2 separate regions of the Mus musculus genome follow, and region 1 is linked to region 2. A link is a contact called in public Hi-C data. All regions are on one chromosome and are shown on one strand. The core of a region is the stretch at or near the end of the contact, and the rest is flanking DNA. Distances in the headings are between cores, read along the strand shown.

Evidence for each region. A called contact is a pair of places that touch in the nucleus more often than the background predicts.
Region 1: a Hi-C map of cortical neurons shows a contact between it and region 2, with 2.2 times the contacts expected there. The contact joins two enhancer-like sites. A contact is called at or near these places in 1 of 15 datasets of contacts at CTCF or cohesin (the NIH/3T3 cell line) and 6 of 484 Hi-C or Micro-C datasets (the C10 cell line, the HL-1 cell line, cerebral cortex and 3 more).

What each region holds. Positions count from the first base shown.
Region 1 is chr3:146,327,573-146,330,272 of GRCm38.p6, forward strand. No RefSeq gene overlaps it. Among named protein-coding and RNA genes, the nearest start is that of Gm40167, 18 kb to the right of the region's middle. Within about 2 kb of position 1,394, at least 118 of the 459 cell types and tissues checked have an H3K27ac peak or open chromatin away from gene starts, as enhancers often do. A contact at or near this core is called in cortical neurons, where this site is marked.
Region 2 is chr3:146,284,993-146,287,692 of GRCm38.p6, forward strand. Lpar3 (lysophosphatidic acid receptor 3) reads left to right here. Exons shown (of 3, transcript NM_022983.4): 3 at 1-1,222. The coding sequence ends at 1. Among named protein-coding and RNA genes, the nearest start is that of Gm40167, 60 kb to the right of the region's middle. Within about 2 kb of position 1,314, at least 1 of the 459 cell types and tissues checked has an H3K27ac peak or open chromatin away from gene starts, as enhancers often do. A contact at or near this core is called in cortical neurons, where this site is marked.

The DNA of each region.
Region 1 (2,700 bases), core at 144-2,643, 43 kb after region 2:
GCCATGAGGCTCAGATAAAGTCTAGGAGGAGTTTCTATTCTGATGGGGCTGCTGGAAAAACAACCCTATAGGGACCACTGTTGGGTGAAAGATGACTCCAGATCAGCAGGAGACCCGAGGGGACCCTCTCACCCCTCTCTATTTCAGATGTCTAGAGAGGGACAGGCACTGCATGCATGCTTAATGAGTATTAACTGGGAGCAGCTGAAAGCATTAAGGACCAGCGTGTAACAGATTAGCTCACAGGGAGTAACCCAAACACATCTCCTTGGGGTTACATTTATCAGGGCACCTCGCTGGGTGTTCTCGCCGTCAGGAACCGCTTTGTAACCACATGCCCACTGCACCAAGGCCTCTGCCTTAGGAAGCGGCGCTGTGTTTGTTCACCCAGCGGAGCTTCCAAGGACATGAATTAAACATTTGTTCCTCCCAGCTCTGGCAGTTTGCCGCATTCTTGCGGAGGAAAGTCTAAAATGGCTTTGTTCTTTTTGCTGCAATCAAGGAGGGACCTGGAAGCAGAAGATACGGTAAGGCGAAGATCTTTAATTTGGCCACTAGGTGGCAAAAGAGTTCTACTGAAGATACTGCAGGCAGCCCAAGGCACTCTTAGGGAAATCCTAGACAGGTTTTCAGAGCAGGACAGGTTCTGTGAGAAAAGATCTCAGGGAAATGAAGGAGCTAAACTGATGCGAACAGCCTCTAGCACTCTGATCAAGACTACAAATCAGGATCCCAACTTCTAGAACAATCTTGTTCAACAAGCCACTCCGTTTCCCCCTCTTTAGGTATGCTCGTCTTGTATTCTCGGCGAAAATACAATAAGGAGGTGAACGTGGCATTTCAAATTAAAATTTAAACGTGCAGTTGCCAGTCTCGCGGTAGACACCTCTGAGATGACCCAAAGGCTTCGGACTCATAATTCTAACCCTCTTATGTCCTCGATCCCACCCCTTACGTCCTTACCCCGGCTGACCAGCAAATGTGCAGGTCAAATGCAGATGGAGACTCTAGCCAGCAGACCCGAATCCAAGCCCATTTGCCAGGTTCCCAAACCTTGATGTCTAGGCTTTCTAAACAAAAAGAGGAGGAACGACTCCATCATCAAATTCCCACCCAAAGACCATAGACATTCATCAGAAAGTGGACTTACTATCATTTTTATTTTAAAAATATTTATGATTGTGATGGATTGAATGAGATGTTCCCCCAAAGTCTCCAGTATTTGAATACTTGGACACCAGTTTGCAGTACTGTTAGGGGCAGCTTGGGAGTTACGGCCTTGCTGGAGAGCAAATGTGGACTTTGAGAGCTTAAAGCCTTGGCCAGTTTGAGTTGGCGTTCTCTGCTTCTTGCTTGCAGTTTGAAGAAGTGAGCTCTCAGCTTCCTGCTACGGCTCCGCCCATCGCGGCTCCGCCCATCGCGGCTCTGCCCCTCTGCCATCATAGACCTTTACCCGTCTGGTACTGTAGCCCAAGTATAACCTTCCTTCTATAACCTGTCTTGGCCACGTTGTTAAGCAGTAGAAAAGTAACTAAGACGCGGTCTTTTAAATTTTCATATACCCTATCATGTTTCAAAAAGGTCTTACAAAACAACTAAGCCACCCACACGTCTCAGAGACCAAGAAGTGCTTGAATGATGATAGCCCTTTCAACAAAAACTATTAAAAATATTTACTGGGTGCCACCTTAGTTAGTTTGTGTGAGTTATTTTACCTAATATCCTGTCAACAGAAATCATATTTGTCTAGCTCAACTGGCTCTTTTTTCTTGCCAACTATGAATTCATATTTTTGACAAATGAGAAATTTACACTAGTGGATCTACCCTGATGTGACCTTTTTCTTTTCCTGCCACTTTTGAGCTGTGTGAGGACACTGGGTGCTTGTGTGGCCTTGGTGATGCCCACATTTCTTAAAGCTTGTAGCTAGCTGTATTGTTATTTCAAACCATCTTAGGGAGATAGGTAATGCTGGAAGCACTTGGTTCTTCTTTTCCAAAGACCATTCTCTTGTTAAAGGGATCAGAGAAGAATCGATACCATTATAAATAAAGAATTGTGTTCCCAGGAGGAAGGAGCAGCTCTTCCTTATTCAATTATAATTAATAAATGAGGAGTTAAGGGAAAATCCACAAAAATCAGATACTGTGATTTTAAAAGACTCTTGTAGGTGACTCTGGATAAGTAAAATGAAGGCAAGGTCCCGCACATTGTGATTGTTCCTGTTCAGTATCCCATATTGTCCACATCCTTAATAAGGAGCAAAAAGATCACATTTCCCAGTCTCCCTGGCAAGTGGTTCTCACATGATTAACTTCTGGCCAATGGAATATCAACACCTGGTGGGTTAATTTCCAGGAAAGCTTTTAAAAACAGAATATAGACGTAGCCTTTTCCCTCCCTCTTTTTTCTTTGCTTCCCATCTAGAAGACAGATTTTATGGCCGCTATTATCGTGGATGCATGTGAAACATGAAGCAGCTGTAGGTATGGAAACCACGTGCTGACATGCAGACAGAGAGAGAAAAGGTCCTGATCACCCCGCAGAACTCCCAAGCCGGAACCAGTCTCACTGCCTCCAAACTATGCAAGCATTACACAGCACTCCACGTCAGGAGTTGGCAGCCAATAGAAACTTGAATGGACACAGGAGTATGAAAACCTGTGAGATAGAGAAAATGGTGAGAAACAGAGCTCTCTG
Region 2 (2,700 bases), core at 64-2,563:
AGCCACGGACGCCTCCGCCCTCTTCCCCTGGGGAAAGAGCTGTTAAGCGTCCTCACCTGTCTCACAAAGCACGTGGACAGGGTTGTTTGAGGGCTCCATGCATCACTTCTGGGGCTTTTAAGTTTTCATGGTCAAGGAAAATAGATTTACGGCGTTTAGTAAAAGCGCACAGGAAAGGGAGAGATGAGCAGTGGGTTCCGGCTTGTCTGTGATCCGCTCCCAACATCCTCCAGCTCTTGCGAGAGCCATGCTGGGCTCTGTCACCATCTTGCCACCATTGTCTGTGTGTTTTCAATGATGGTGTTGAAAGTCCTAGGTCAAAAGAAAGTAGTAAATAATGGTACCTGAGCCCCCCATTGTGTGGCTACTAGATTCTGTAGTTGTTTCCGCATGGGTTTAAAATGTTCAGAAAAATATTTTAGCAGTGAACTTTGATTTCCTCAGAGAAGCCATGGCCAGGAGCTAGGTGGGCAACTGTATAGTAGAGTAAGTGATGATATTGACCGGTAGGTTGAACTTCTTCCAAATAGCGTCAAATATGAGCACGATTAGATCTTCAGTCTTGGTTATCAGGATACCGCTGAGGGGCTTGCTGGATCCCAAGTGCAAAGTAATTGCACATCGAGTATTTTAACCAAAGCTGCCAGCGTATTCTATCTTGTGGACTGCATTTTGATCTTGTATTTTTCTCCTTCAAAGACCTCTGAAAGGTAGATCAGTTAAAAACAAAAATAGTGTTCATACACATAGGCTACTGACCAGTGTTTTCGGTGTAAGACGTTTAGAGTGTATTCTGACAAAGTAAGAATAACTTCAAGGCAGGCACTATGGTATTTATGTAGCTTGCAAACGTTTACATGTTCTCTCTCTCTCTCTCTCTCTCTCTCTCTCTCTCTCTCTCTCCCCTCTGCTGTTGTGATGTAACATTTATGTGCACAAACTACTTGTAATAAAATATTTTAAGAAGCTATGCTTTGAGATATAATGGCCTAAAATATAGAGCGTTATGATTTGAAGTCTTAGATTTTTACATGCTTGATGCAGTAGGTAGGTGTACGCAAAGCTTATGTGAAAGCTACCTATAAAATAATAATTTGCGAGGACCTGTTATCCCTTGATGAGGGCCATTATTGCTCTGTATATTATCTAAGCAAAAATACAGCATGTGGTAACTGTGACTCACACTTGTATTGTAGAAGAAAAAAAAATCAAATTTGCCATGAAGCATGCACTCAGTGTTTTATGTGAGCATTCTGAATCTACAGCTGGCCAAAGGGTGGAGAATGGAAATTGAATTCCAGTCCCTGAATAGCTACTAAGGGATCTTTAAAGGTTTTATTTTGAGGCAAGAACCATTTTTAGTGCCCTGCATCCGAGTGTCCTATTCGGAATGGTGTCTGGAGGGGATCCAAAATGTGGAAACACAGGGTAGAAATAGATAGCTTTTGTGTTTATGCTCACTTACATCTCGAGAGCGGCACAAGAATAGGGAATTCCTGTATATTTGGAAATGATGATTGGAGGGGTTACAGAGTTCATGGAGACTGCTCAGAAAATCCAGCCTTTAGTGTGTGAGGGGAATAAATGCAAAGGAAGAGTGTTCCCCCGGCAGTTCTAAGATCCTGAGTCTACAAGCCTTGCCTGCCTTCCTTGCATTGTTCTTACTGAACGTCTCACCCATACCTAACCAGGTCCATGTTTGAATCTAGGCACAGGTCGAACAAGACCCCATCTCTTTAAGTGTGAAGCACTGCCTGTGCAGTTCTGATCAGTCTGTGTTGAGAGAAATTAGTCTGGTATCAAAAGTGATATCTTGGAAAGAAAAAAAATTTTTTCGAAAACAAGCTATTGAAATTTCATGGTGAAAAACAATTTTGCTGCAACTGAGTGGTAGGTGAGGGGCCTGTTTGTGACTTTGAGGAGCCCCAAGTCTGAATACTATAACAGAGCTACCCCTGGTTGCATTTGTACAAGCCGAACTAAGTTCCAATATCTCTATATGCCTCCAACTGTGTGAAGTTCCTTGTGAAAACCAGTATATTGATGCTTTTTTACAAATGCTAAAAGTCACAATGGGTCGGTGGGTCAGTTCTGATGCCCTGCCTTCCTGGGCCCTCTGAGAATATGCCCACCTCATGTTAAGATGGTCTGGGACCAAGGCCCCAGTATATGTGACAACTGTGATGCTGTTCACCTGCAGCCATCGGTCCATGCAGGCCAGAGCATTCTCTGAGCTCTGTTTTTTATGAGCCTTGGCAAGGCATTTGTCTTATGCTTGTTAACTCGCTAGTCCTCTGATCACTCCAGTGACGGGCATAAGACTATGGGTGCTCCTTTCCTCACTGTGGAACAAGCAGACTGAAGGTAAACTCCAAGAAGACACCCATGAAGGTGACTTACTGACAAACTCGAGACTCATTAAAATCTGGGATAAAAATAGCCTCAGCATTACCCTATAACACGAAGCATCTCACTGTGTCCCGAAGAGAATTAAAAACACACACAGCAGAGCCGACTTCTGGGGAGCTAACCATAGAATCTCATTCCCTTTGTGGATCACTAAACATGGTGTTAAATTGGAAGTCCCCAAAGCTCCTTCCAGTTTTAAATATTGTCTTTCAGGCATAGAAGCTGGGGTTGGGATTGCTAGAAGAGAAGGATTTTTATTTTTTATTTTTTTTTTAAATCCAGATGTTTTAT